2 separate regions of the Rattus norvegicus genome follow, and region 2 is linked to region 1. Evidence: chromatin contacts called from public Hi-C data. All regions are on one chromosome and are shown on one strand. Each heading gives the region's core, a stretch centred on a gene start, on an enhancer-like site or on the middle of the called end of the contact. The rest is flanking DNA. Distances are from core to core; before and after follow the strand shown.

Evidence for each region. A called contact is a pair of places that touch in the nucleus more often than the background predicts.
Region 2: a contact with region 1 is called in a Hi-C map of Schwann cells, with 6 times the contacts expected there. The contact joins two enhancer-like sites. A contact is called at or near these places in 6 of 12 Hi-C or Micro-C datasets (the Rat2 cell line, Schwann cells, kidney and 3 more).

What each region holds. Positions count from the first base shown.
Region 1 is chr6:16,455,481-16,462,228 of GRCr8, reverse strand. No RefSeq gene overlaps it. Among named protein-coding and RNA genes, the nearest start is that of Trnai-uau2, 120 kb to the left of the region's middle. Within about 2 kb of position 4,293, at least 45 of the 93 cell types and tissues checked have an H3K27ac peak or open chromatin away from gene starts, as enhancers often do. A contact at or near this core is called in Schwann cells, where this site is marked.
Region 2 is chr6:16,537,814-16,544,561 of GRCr8, reverse strand. No RefSeq gene overlaps it. Among named protein-coding and RNA genes, the nearest start is that of Trnai-uau2, 42 kb to the left of the region's middle. Within about 2 kb of position 3,726, at least 4 of the 93 cell types and tissues checked have an H3K27ac peak or open chromatin away from gene starts, as enhancers often do. A contact at or near this core is called in Schwann cells, where this site is marked.

The sequences.
Region 1 (6,748 bases), core at 3,044-5,543:
GGCTCTCCAGATTTGAGTCTTATGATTCCACTAGGTCCGTGTTGTCCTCCTGGACCCTTCCTGCCAGGCTCCCCTGCCAGCCCTTCTTTATTCTCCTCACCAACGCCTAGCCTTGCCTCCCTCCAGGAGTACCAGTGGTGACAGCTACCACTTACACACTACTCACTCCACACCACACACACACACACACACACACACACACACACACGCATGCGCACACGCTCAGGTGTAGGGAAGGGAGGCTTCTCATGGGTCACCTAGGGTAGCTGGTAGATGGAGGCCTTGCAAGCTCTCAGCCCTGGCTTATGAATCACTTTGCCGCTAGAGAAAGAAGACTTCTACTCTGGTGTCCCTCGGCTGGCCTTCCTGAGGAGACAGTCTCTGTCTTGACGTCCTAAACAGGGCAGGGGCATCCCAGGAGAAGCTCCTTTCACTCAGCCTTCCTCGGTGCCTCCACCTTTTCCCCAGGCCTGCACGTGTCCCTCACCTCCCATTGTACTTCGAAACCCGTCATCTTGCTTCTCCACTTCCTCTCCTTCCGGCAGAATGGAGGAAGCCACTGGAGACATGGTATACGATCCCTTCACAAGCCCTAAGAAACCCCAGAAACAGAAAGCTTTCTGTTAAACCAGCTATATTGTTCCAGCCACGGGTCCTGCCAGCATTCTCGAAGGCCCATCAGCCCCCAGACGCGCCACTCTGAGGACAAAGCCATCTCCCCTGTTTGGGACCTCTCAGACTTCTTGTAGGGATGACCCCAATGGACCAAACGCCTTTTCAGCCACCCTGAGGCCACCAGATCAGGTTTGTGTCTCCCTCAACAGCTGGATTCCCCAACTCCTGTCTCTCCTTTCCCAGGCCCCAGATCTGACGCTGCGGTCACTGCTGACCAGCACACTGTGGCAGGGGGCTGCTTCCCAGACAAACCTAGGGAGAATCCTCTGTAGAGTGGAGGGACAAGCCAGGGAAGAGGTCACCCTTGGGCAGCACAGCTCTTTTGGCGTTTCTTGAAAGTTGCGAAAATGTTGGCTTTGTCTGAGCAAGTTTAAAAAAACAAAACAAAACAAAACAAAAAAACCCGTGCCACCTCCCACAGACGACACTGTTTCTCAGGCCATGGAGCCACAGTTGGTGGACAAATAACACATTAAAAATAGCCCGTGTTTCCCAATCTTATGGCCTCTGGGGGCTGCAGGGAGAGGCCTTGGCGGAGCAGGGGTTTGCCGGCCCATTGTTTGCCTGCCCTGGCTCTAGTGGGCGTGAGGGCCTTTCAGTCTTTCGTAGGCGCAGTAATTCCCGGTCAGAAGAGGGAGGAGCGTGAGTTCTTGGCCAGGATGAAGCAGATAGCGCACCCTTGAATGGAGATATATTTGCTGCTTATTTTTTCTTTCCTGGGCCAAGAAATATAGCACGCTCCATTTTGAACTTCTGTTTCCATCAACCCCCCTTTCCCCCTGCTCTTTCTTTCTTTCTTTTTTTTCCGAAAGCGTGCAAGGGAGACTGAGATACAAGGCCGTATTTCCATCTGGGCTCTGGCCCAAGAGCTCGGACAAAAAAAAGCTACTTAAGTCATATCTCCATCATCTGCAGATGGCTGTGTATTTATTTCTCACCAAAGTAAAATCCCAAATGGACTATAGATATTTGCACGAGTCAAAACTGCTTCCTCCCTGCAGAGCTGGGATGGAGCTTTGATCCTTCTGAGAAAATAGAAGGGTTGGCTCCAGCCTGGCAGCCATGATGTGTCATAGACCCTATTGGGGTAGGATGAGGTCTGGGTTCCCGAGGGACTGAGTAAATGCGTCAGGTGGGCACAGTGCTCAGAAAAAGCAGCCTAGAGGGAGCCAAGTGATGGGTGTGTGTGTGTGTGTGTGTGTGAGAGAGAGAGAGAGAGAGAGAGAGAGAGAGAGAGAGAGGGAGGGAGGGAGAGAGAGAGAGAGAGAGAGAGAGAGAGGAGAGAGAGAGCTCAAAACAGAAGGGGGTCACTGGTCACGTGACTGGCCCAGAGTAACCCTCTGTCGGACCACAGTCACCATCTGAACTCTGAGCAAGCCAGTATGTAGAGAGAGAGCCAATCTGTGGGAAATTTCCCAAGGAAAAACCACTGCCCCCAGACACAGAGCCCTGCTTTTAGGCATTCAGCTCCCATTTGTCTTTGAATCCTTAGCCCTAGACACTGAGTTTTCCCTGAACGGAGTGCCTAATCTATTTCACCGGGAGCCTAGGCTATGCTGAGGCTGCCTAGCCCCATCACAAGGGGGCGCCCTCCTGCAGGGTAGAATCCTCTCAAAATGGTCCCTTCCCTTCACAGAGCCCAGATCCTGGATTCTAGGAGAGCTAAGGGAGGACCGAACTCTCAAACGGAGTCTCCCTAGGGGTTCTGAGGCCAAATGTGGATGAACGCAGAGGCAAAGCGTGAAGGCTGGCGGCCAACAGCTTGCTTTCCTGTCTCCTCTCCTTGTCCCCAGGTCACTGACACCCAGAATGTGTTTAAATGGCTCCCTCTGATTCTTGTTTTCCCCTCCTCTGGCTTCAGAGACCCTCTGGTCGTGCTGACTTCCATAACCTGATTCCCATGTTCCCTTCAGCGTCTAGGACAACATTTGGATGTGTCCTAATGGCTGTGGGAAGGGAGTGTTGGAGTGGGTGGGGCTGAGACGACATATATAGGATGTTATCCTCAGAGAAGCCGGAACACTGCAATTATTTTGATGTCCTTTCTAGAATATTCCAAGTTTTCTGTTTTTGCTTTTTTAATTAATTAATTCAGTTTTTTATATACTCACTTTACATCCTGTCCACTGCTCCCCTCCTGGTCACCTCTTCCCACAATCCTTCCCTCATCCCCCTCCCTTTCTTTTCTGTGTGGGTGGGGAACCCTTTGGTATTCCCCCCAACTCTGGCATTTTGTCTCTGTGAGGCTAGGTGCTTCCTTTCTCACTGAGGCCAGACAAGGCAGCCCAGCTAGAAGAACAGATCCCACGGACAGGCAACAGGTTTTGGGATAGCCCTGGCTCAGGCTGTTCAGGACCCACATGAAAACCAAGGTGCACATCTGCTACATATGGGTGGGGTGCACTCGGGGGGTGTGTTGTAAGGTGCGGGGTAGGGGGTGTTATTCCAGGTTTTTTTTTAGTAATGTTCTCTACTCTTTCCTAGTTCTGTGAAACTCCCGTAGATAAGGAGTGTTCTAGCCCCATGCTGTGGCTCTGCAGGGCTGGGGTGGAACCCTTAGGCCCAAGTCTGAATCGGGTAGAACCCCCAGGATACATTCAGCAGTCTCCAGCAGCGGGTTCTGTGGCCTGAGCTTGGTTCACTCAGTTTCTCTGGCTCCTGGCGGGGTAGCAGCCTCATCCCCCACCTGCTCCGCCCTCTCCCACAGCCCTTGGCTCTGCAATGTGCTCTCTTTTTGAGACTTTCAACAGAGCAGAGTCTGGCCTGGCCCACCTCAAAGCCTGACCCTGAGTCATGGCCCTGGACCCGGACAGGACGTGGTTCACGCCGGTTCAGAAAACTATACAGCAAAGTCAGAAACCATCTGCGCTTCTCCTTCCGCCTGAGACGTTATTTATGTGTGTGGCTTTGTGTTTGTGGCTAAATGTGGCTATGTGAGGGCTGTTAATTAACCCTTCGAGAAATGTGCTTCCCAGCAGGGCAGGGACAGGAACCGGGAACATGTTTCTGATCAGGTAGTTAAATGCAGACGATTTATCCTGCTTCAGATTGGGTGCTTAGTGAAGCCCAAGGAAGGCATGCTCAGGAGATGCGGTTGAATAAGGGCTGTTCTGTGCACAGAGGTTGTCAAAAGGGCAGGAAATGCTAAATCAACTGTGGCTGGACCTGGAGGAAGGCAGGAGGTGCCTGGGGTCGAGGGCCAGGGCCAGCTTCAAGAGTCAGCATGTTGCCTGAAGCCAGGCACAAGAGGCCCTTGTAGGTGGCTCTCCAGTGACTGTGTGGTCACTTCATCTCTGGCTATCTGTGGAATGGGACCCAACCTGCCTCAGAGGGTACTTGTAGGGGAAGAGTGAGCTTTCCAGAGCTGCCTCGACTTCCTCACCCGTGTAAAGGAGGTCATTCTAGAATATTCATAGCGGGTCACATGACAGGCTTACCCAACGTTGTAAACGGTTTACCTGAGGGCTGTAGAGGGTCCGCATCCTAGAGACAGGAAAGAGCAACTTTGGGGTCCTCTCTCATCTTTGGTTTCCTAGCCAAGACCCATCTCTTATCCCACCCTTCCCAGATGTACTAAGCTGGTTCTGTCTAGAGGACTGCAGGCAGGAAGTCCCGAATGGCCCTGCCGGGGGCAGGGTGGGGACTCCATGGGCCGCCGAGCAAAGTCTTTGGATATTTATAACTGAGACTCTTTACATGCCTTAAAAACACCATTGAGAGGCAGGCCTCAGACGCCTGCATGCAGCCAAGCTTCCTGTCACTGCCGAAAGAGCCCAGAAAACAAAAAAACGTATTCACAGTTCTGAGCTTTCTCTGCTTCCCGGGCTGATTTCATTCGAAAATATTCAAGACAGGAGGGAGGGAAGGGGCGGGGGAAGGGAGGGAAAAGAAAACAGGGTCCAGCTGGATTCCCGGGGAACCATGTGATGGCTGGGATGCTGTGAAACCTCCCAGAGCCGAATTTAGCAACTTAGAAGGTCATCGTGAGGAGTGGGTGACACCACGCTCAGAAGGAACACCTCAGAAGGAGACACGGTATAAGGCCGTCTCCCAAACAACATTTTCCCCTCCCCCACCCCACTTTTCTCTCCTCTCACTTTTTTTTTTTAACCACCTGACCTTACTCTTTCTGCTGTATCTCTTTGAAATGTACTCAGATCGAATCAAGGTCCTCCAAATGATTCAACACAGTCGGGCCAAACGATAAAGCCCTCTAAACTGAAGTGACCCCAAATGTCTGTAAAACTGAAGTTTGAGAGCCTGTGCTCTGGGGCCTGCAAGTGTGCCTAGTGGGAAAGCACCTTTGACTCTTCTGAGGGGAGACCAGAGGGAGTGACACGATTTCCCATTCAGAAGGGGCTCCAGAGTGGAACCCCTCGCTGGGTGAAACATTTCTTTTGCACCACCTCCTTCCCAGAGACTCTCCTGGCAGTGCTAGCCAGTCAACAGAGAAGCCCTCAGTCTGCTCCAGAACTCAAGGGAGGAATGCATCCAATACCAGGCCAGATTCATTTAGAAGAGGTTTGCCCCCTCAATCTTGAGGTCAGGGGAGGGCTGAGTTTCCTCAATGTCTGTCTTCTAGACCCCCTCCTATCCAGGGCAGCAAAGTTACCAATGTCCCCAGCAACTTTGATGATTCAGCCAGGAGTCATACTTCAATAGAACTTTCAATTAAAAAAAAAATTCATATCTGCGTTATCCAACATGAGCCAATATAGCGAGCTATTGGCCTTCAAGAGAACCAGGAACAAAACCTCACCTCTTTGATTTAAGTGCATTTCCATACCTATACATGGCCACTGCTCTATGGACATCCCTTTAAAGCCTTGGCACCTTCTCTGTATCCTGGTACCCACTCTGGTCCTACAGAATCCTGTCCTATCACAGAGAGGGGAAACTGAGGCAAAGCACTTTGGAGCCCCAGCTTTCTGAGCCTGCCCTCTCATCTGTCTCTCAGGCCAGGCTTCTGGCCAGCAGCTCCTCTGGACCCTGGGCGTGGGAAGTCAAGTGTGATGAAACCCAAGCCCACTTGGCTGGTGCCCAGCTGTGGTTTCACACTTGAGCTGAAGAGCGGGGTGGGGGCAGCTGGGGAGGACTGTCAGAGGGCGAGAATTCACAGGCTGGGCCAGCAAGTCCTCTGAGCAGTTGTCCCCAAGGGGGTTTCTAGGCCAAGCAGGCCTTTAGCTCCTGATGGTGTCCCCTGGTGACTGAGGACCCTGGTATGACACAAGCCTTCCTGACACCCTGCTTAGGTGGGGGAGATGGGACAGTAGGGATATCAGCTCTTCTAAGGACACAACAAGCCAATTTGATCTTCCCACCAATGCCAATGGCTATGCAATTTGTGGAACCTAGCACAAAATGAAAAATGCAGGGCCTCTGGTGTAAAAATTAGCAAGGATTTAAAAATGGGGACATCAAGATATGAATCCAGGCATGTGGCACTCTTACAATGGGGCCGTGCGCAGCATGCACTGGTACCAGTGCATGGAGCTGGCCTGCCACCAGCATCTCGGAACTTTGAAGAGCTCAGAAGAGAGAGACCCATCTTTTGGACCCAGCTTAGGGTAAAACCAGCCTGTTCCTAGCCTCCTCTGAAGGCAGACAATGATGGTTTCAGTTCTGCACCAAAACATTTATCTCCATATCTTAGGCAGGTGTGTGTGTGTGTGTGTGTGTGTGTAAGAGAGAGTGTGTGTGTAAAAAAGAGAGTATGTGTGTGAAGAGTGTGTGTGTGAGACTGTGTCTGTGTGAAAGAGAGTGTATGTGTGTGAAGAGTGTGTGTGAGTGTGTCTGTGTGAGAGAGTATGTCTGTGTGAGAGTGTGTGAGAGAGAGTGTGTATGTGAGAGTGTGTGTATGTGTAAGAGAGTGTGTATGTGTGAGAGTGTGTGAGAGAGTGTGTGAGAGAGAGTGTGTATGTGAGAGTGTATGTGTAAGAGAGTGTGTATGTGTGAGAGTGTGTAAGAGAGAGTGTGTATGTGAGAGTGTGTATATGTGTGTGAGAGTGTATATGTGTGAGTGTGTATGTGAGAGTGTGTGTATGTGTAAGAGAGTGTGTATGTATGTGTATGT
Region 2 (6,748 bases), core at 2,477-4,976, 83 kb before region 1:
CCAGGTCCCGTGGCGCCTGGAGTGCCTGACTCTGAACCAGCTCCGCTGGCCTTCTGAGTTCTGGCTACTTCCTGGCTGTGTCCCGGGGGCTGCCGAGAACCCTGAGCTCCTCATGTCATTGTACGGAAGGACAGGCACAGACTCGCCAGACGCAGGGCTCAGAGACACGTACCCCTGCATTGTCTGAGCCCTGCTGAGGAACTCCTTCCCGGTTATAGATCGGTTCATGCTGGCGGGCACACTAAGCCATACATACTCAACCGTGCCCAAGGCACAGGAGACGTCAGTCCCTCGGAGCTTTCCTTTATTTAAAGTTTTGACATCTCATCATCTTGCATATTTGGAGTTAATCTTGAATTTTAAAGATACTGCTTCAAATATATGAATTGGATGTTGGGGTTTGGGGTGTTCCGTTAAGCCTTTCTTTTGCGACAAGGACCTTGTTGACTCCCCCATGACAGGGTCAAGGACATGGAGAAAGGAGCTCTTGGTCTGGCCTGGTGCAGCCATGAGCAGAGATGTGTAGGGATGAAATTAGTCAAGACTTTTCTAAGAGGGGTTCACAAGGTCTGGCATGTGTGTGTGTGTGTGTGTGTGTGTGTGTGTGTGTGTGTGTGTGCTTGTGTATACTTATGAATCTGGATGTAGGGGTGACAAGGGAAACCAAGACTTTCAGAATTCCACTACAGGGTCAACGGAGTGGAGGGCATGTCCTGGTGTGGGTGGAGTACATTTGAGTCTTTAGACGTAGAAAGAGGATCGGGAAACAGAACTGGGCGGAGGGGGAGAAAGTCCCAAAAGAAAAGTGAGGAAGTTTAGTTTCTGAAAGGAGGGTCTGAGGGAAGGGATGGGAAAAAAGAAAACTGAGGAGAAAAGTCCTTACCTCCCACCTTCAATGTGTGCACAGAGCGCACTGCACATGGCTGTCCCTGCCGCACTTGCCCACGTGTGCTCAAGGCTGTGTGCCAGGAGGATGCAAGTTTGCATACGTAGGTCTAGACCACAGCCTTTCCACCCTGTCTTTACTCTGTTTCCCCGATTACAAACCCATTTACATTAGGCAGAAATGTGCAGGTCCTAGAGGAAGAACGAAGCCGGCATCAGCCTGGCATTTGGACATAAACTCTGTTGTTCACTTAGAATGACCTATGGTGCCTGTGACCAGGTGAGCCTCACTTCTAACAATGTCTTCCTAGCCTTGGCCTGCCACTATGACAAAGTCTCCTGTAGCCCAGGGTGTCCGTTACGCCCAGTTTATGCAGTGCCAGTGACTCAGTGGATGTTAGAGAGCACCCTGCCAATGGAGTTACAGCCTCAGTTCCCTTCTCAGCGTGTGCACGCATGTGCGTGTGTGCAGGAACAAGCACACTCTCGAGCTTAGGATAGGGACTCCTGTAGCCCAGCCTGACCTGGAACTTGTTCTGTAGTCAAGAATGACTTGGAACTCCTGGTCCTCCTGCTTCTGCCTCCCAGTGCTGGGATAACATATCTACTCCATCAGCCCTGGTTTACCGGGGCTTCCTCTCTAGTCACTGATTCCTCCTTCCCATGGCCGAAGGCTTCATCTCAGAGACTTCCTTCTTGTGAGATTTTTTTTAAACCCACTTATATGAGTCTGTTTTTGCTTCAATCCCAGGTGTGGAATATGGGGCTGCTTCAGATTGTCCACAGCAGCTGACTGGAATCTGTCTCGTGCTCTGGCAGGGGCATGATTCTACCAGCTGAAAGATAGTTTAAGTTTGGAATTCTGGGGACTCTTGAGAGGTTATAAAAAATGCCAGAGCCCGGAGAGCCTGTGGAGGCTGCTGCTGGTTCCTGCCGCTGCTTTTGCTATTGGCTGTTTTGCTGTTTGGGTGGATTGCTGGTCGGAGATATCTTGACAGTGAACACTGGACTTGCCCCTAGACACTCAATGCCCTAATCATCAGGGAGTAGTCTAAAGAGATCTATGCCCCTTTCCCCTTTAAACTTTCTTCTACCAGTGTTGAGGGGTGGAAGGGATTGGGGTGGAGAAGGGGAGTAAATATCAGGATCCAGTATAGTAGCCAGAAGTACAGTTACACGTCCCGTGGAGATCCAGGCCTTCTGAGCAGCCTGCTGACTTACCTCTTCACTCTCGCCAGTATCAGAATCGGCATCCTTGGGGCTGAGCCCTGAACAGGAGCTCACCCCTTCTGTGTGGTGGGCACCAGGTCTAGACCCTGCCTGCCTGAAGCCTCACTGGTGAGCAGACTCTGAGGTTTACCAGGCTCCCTAGGGGCCATTGCTACATGAGGTTGGGGATAGGTGGAAAAGGCAGTGAACAGATTTCAACTCGTGCCTCCTGGAAACCACATCAAATGGTGCAGCTAGGAATTAATAAATAAATTTGGGAGACAAGTCAATTACCCTCCCCCTGTGCCCCTGTCCCCAGGGGCAAACAGCGGCAAGTGGTTCCCAGACTCAGCATGCTGCCTTCCCCAGGGCAGGACAACCACTGCAGCTGGCTTCTGTCAGATTAGCTGAGCAAGATGTGACAGGCCTCTGTCCTCTGGGGAAATCACTCCTTTCCTGGGAGGTGGTGAGGACATTCCCAGGTTGCTCTGTTCCTGCCCTTTCCCCGCACACTCCTGGTTTTACCACTTTATATTGAAAAAAAAAAAACCAAAAAACAAAACTCAGACACTGACTTCTTGTTGCTTTTGAAAACACATATTCACTCTGCAAATGTGGAGCAAAGCCCGTTAGCTATGTGGTAGAGGCTTTGCTGGGTTGGAGAATCTTGGAGACACAGCTCTGCCTGTGAAGAGTTTACCAGTGTGTGTGTGTGTGTGTGTGTGTGTGTGTGTGTGTGTGTGTGCAGGATGTGTGTATCAGGCAATGTGATTCCATATAGTGAATTTTTTTGGACTAAAAAAGTGGGGAGTTCCTAGCTTAGTCTAAAAGGCTCCCCGGAGAGCCCTCTGAGAAGGTGATGTGAAACAAGCTGTTACTTTGACGGGTGGAAAGTGCTGCAAGTTTTACAGAGCTGGGGAATGGAGGTGAAGTGAGAGAGGGGGCTTTGAAGTGATTCAGCTGGAAGGATCCAGATGTGAAAGGGACAGAGTTGGGCTGGGGTGACGAGGGAGGGGAGGAGCTACAGGTACCTGATGACAGGGTTTCAGGGTTTCATCAGAGACAGACAGACAGACATAGAGACAGAAAGACAGACAGACTGAGAGAGAGAGACAGAGAGAGAGAGAGAGACAGACAGAGAGAGAGAGAGAGAGAGAGAGAGAGAGAGAGAGAGAGAGAGAGAGAGAGAGAGAGATGGGATTTAGGTTCCTTTCAGCTTTGTGTACACTGTGCACAGGGTGTTATTTCTACATCAAACAATTCCGTGGAGTCCACCAGACGCAGAGAATAGCAATCTCCTCTCTGTTCAGCATTAGGGAAAATGAGTCCTCCAACCTTTGCTGCCTCTGAATTTTCTCAGCTTGCATCAATTAGACAAGTTCTTTAGATTGATGCTCTCCTCTTGTTTATTGTGCACGAAGATGACTTGGGACATCGAGTCAACTGTGGGTGTTTGGTGTCTGTCGTGGAGGCTGGGGTTCTACAGGGCTCCGCAATGTGCATTTTTAACAAGCTCCATGGGTCAGAGAGCACATTTTGAAAAACACGTTCCCAGAAGCTGATCACGTCCTCCCAGGGAACGTGCTTGTGACTGAGGCTGCCACCAGATGGCAGTACTGCTTCGTGATGCTCTAATTAGACTCCCGGGTTTTCCTTCTTCAACTGGGGGTGGTGGTCGCTGGCCCAGAGACAGACAGTTCTGGGTTTGTTGTTTTGCAAGAATGTGTAGAAATGAGGCTGGGTTGGTGAGGAACGCTCAGCTGCTTGTGGGGTGGGGAGTGGTGCTGAGGCTGGAAGATTGCAAGTTCAAGACCTGCTTGGGCTACAGAGTGAGAAGGTCATCAGGGAGTGCAGGTCAGGGGCACTGCACTCGCTTAGCGCCCACTCAAAGAACAAACAGATAATGAAGATTAAAACAAGTTAGTCATCAAAGCGTAAATTTCAAAAAAGTTTAAATTTCATTTTCAGCCAGCAGAGCTGAGCTTTCCATGCAGAAATCTCCTGTCCTGCGCTCATTCTGATCACCTGAAATCTGCGAGGCTCAACGAGCACATGGACTTAGTTCTTATTGGTATTATTGTTTGGAATGTCCCCGTCTTTATCACGGGATAGAGTCGCTTTTTCATGCCCATTATTAAATGACTGAGGCAGGGATGGGATGTATCCCTTGGGGTCTTTGAGCAGGGTAGTGACAGGGGCACCTCAGCTTTCAAACACAGCTCTTGGTTTATACTTGATTGACATGGTGGTCCTGGTGACCTGGCTTAAATTGGAAACTGGCTGGACAGGGTCCAAAAGTCCATTAAATGATGATCTGAATTAGTGACTTCTAGTGCCAGCTCTAGGGTGTCCTGTTATTCGATGGTGCCCTGTCTGCTGGACTTCCCTAGTGCGGTCACTGAGAAACATCTCCAGCCCCTTTTTGGGGACGGGGTTGCTCTCCGAAAAACTCAGAGTGTATAAATACTATGGTCTCTTTCTTATCCCTAGTCAGCAGCTTTGGCTGATTCTTTCTTTCTTTCTTTTTTTTTTTTTTTTTTTTTTCCGGAGCTGAGGATCGAACCCAGGGCCTTGCGCTTGCTAGGCAAGTGCTCTACCTCTGAGCTAAATCCCCAGCCCCACTTTGGCTGATTCTAAGTGACCATTGTTGGTACCAGGAGAGATGGGGACTCCCGGTGTCCTGCTTTCTCTACATCCTGTTTTCAACTGCATCTCTGTTTTCCTTCCCCTCCCTCCTCTTGCTTCTTCTCCTTTTCTCTCCTTTCTTGTTCTGTGCGCTCTCTCTCTCTCTCTCTCTCTCTCTCTCTCTCTCTCTCTCTCGTTTCCAAGAAGGTCTTGATGTGTAGCCCAGGCTCACTTGCCTTATTCTTAGGCTCCCCTATTTCAGACTCCCAGATTCTGGGGTTACTGGAGAGTACAACACACCTGCCCACGGTGGCTTTTAAAACTAGGGAAAAACAAGACAAGAACAATATAAAAATCTATTATTGTGGGGCTGGGGACTTAGCTCAGTGGTAGAGCGCTTACCTAGGAAGCGCAAGGCCCTGGGTTTGGTCCCCAGCTCTGAAAAAAAGAACCAAAAAAAATCTATTATTGTTATTATTATTATTATTATTATTTATTTTAAAAGAATTATTTATTTTAAGTATATGAGTACACTGTCACTGTCTTCAGACACACCAGAAGAGGGCATCAGATCCCATTACAGATGGTTGTGAGCCACCATGTGGTTGCTGGGATTTGAACTCAGGATCTCTGGAAGAGCAGCCAGTGCTCTTAAATGCTGAGCCATCTCTCCAGCTGGAAATCTCTTATTTTTATTGTCCACCACCATTTCATGTAGAAATTGTATCTTGAGTTAGGTAAATTTGTTGTTTGAATTCATCTCACCAGTTTCTTTTTACTTTTCTAATTGTGACTTCTAGAAAATTTCAAATTGTAGGATATCTTGCATTCTATTCTATAGGCCACACATCGAAATTCATGTTTTAATTGGAAATTAAATGAATAAAGAGCCAAAGTTTGTTGGCCAATGATATATTAGAAGTAAAACAAAACAGAACCCTTCGTTTAAGTGAAAGTCCAAATTCTCATCACATCTTTGGGCAGCAATGTTTTCCCTTGGCTTCTCTCCATTGATGGGGTAACAGCAGCAGCCTACTTGAGCCTATTTAAAGTCACGTAAGACACCGTGTGCGTATGAGGAGCCCCCGCAAACTCTGAGTCGACATGCTGCAATTGGACCGCTGTCAGGGTTACTGATAAGAGCTACATTAGACCAAAGAATGGGTCGACTCACATTCCCTCTGCGCAGGAGGTCCTGGCTTCAGCGACTCTTAGGACTTAATTCCTAGGCAAGGTTCTGAGTCATTCCATATGCTTATGCAATGTAAATTGACAATACGGGATTAAAACAGAGATTTCTCTGGGAGTGGTGGCGCATGCCTTCTATCCCAGCACTTGGAAGGCAGAGGCAGGTCACTATGTCAGTTCAAGGCAAACCTGGTCTACTGAAAGAATTCTAGTGAGCTAGAATTCACTACGAGAAGTTACGGAATGAAACCCTGTCTCAAAGCAAAACAATAGTGACTTAAGGGCTGGGCGTATAGCTCCCTTGTAGACTGCCTGCCTAGGTGATTGAATTCCTGAGTTCCATCCCCAGTACTCCATAACTCAGTGTGTTGACACACAGTTTATCCCCACTACACAGGAGGTACCGATCAGAGGGTCGGAAATTCAAGGGCTACATAGGGAGTTCAAGGCCAGTCTGGGATACAAGAGACCCTGTCTTAAGTAGGTAGGGCCATTGAGATAGTTCAGAGGGCAAACATACTTTCTGAGCATGTCCTTAGTACCTGAGTCCAGTCCTCTAACCTATATATATATGTTATATATAATATATAACGCTCACTATACCACCTTCATACTAATTATAAATCAAACCCTAACCTCGCTTCCCAAACACAACGCCAAAGAACCTTTTCACTGGCGAACCCATCTCAAGGCCTATGCAGTTACTACAGTTACTCCATTTTCCTCTTGGTGATCTGGATCACAACCAGGGAGGCTTGGGGTAGAGGAAGAGGGGAAAACTGAATGTGACAAGTGTTTCTGTTTGCAAAGGATCCAGGCCATGGGTGGGGAACAAAGACAG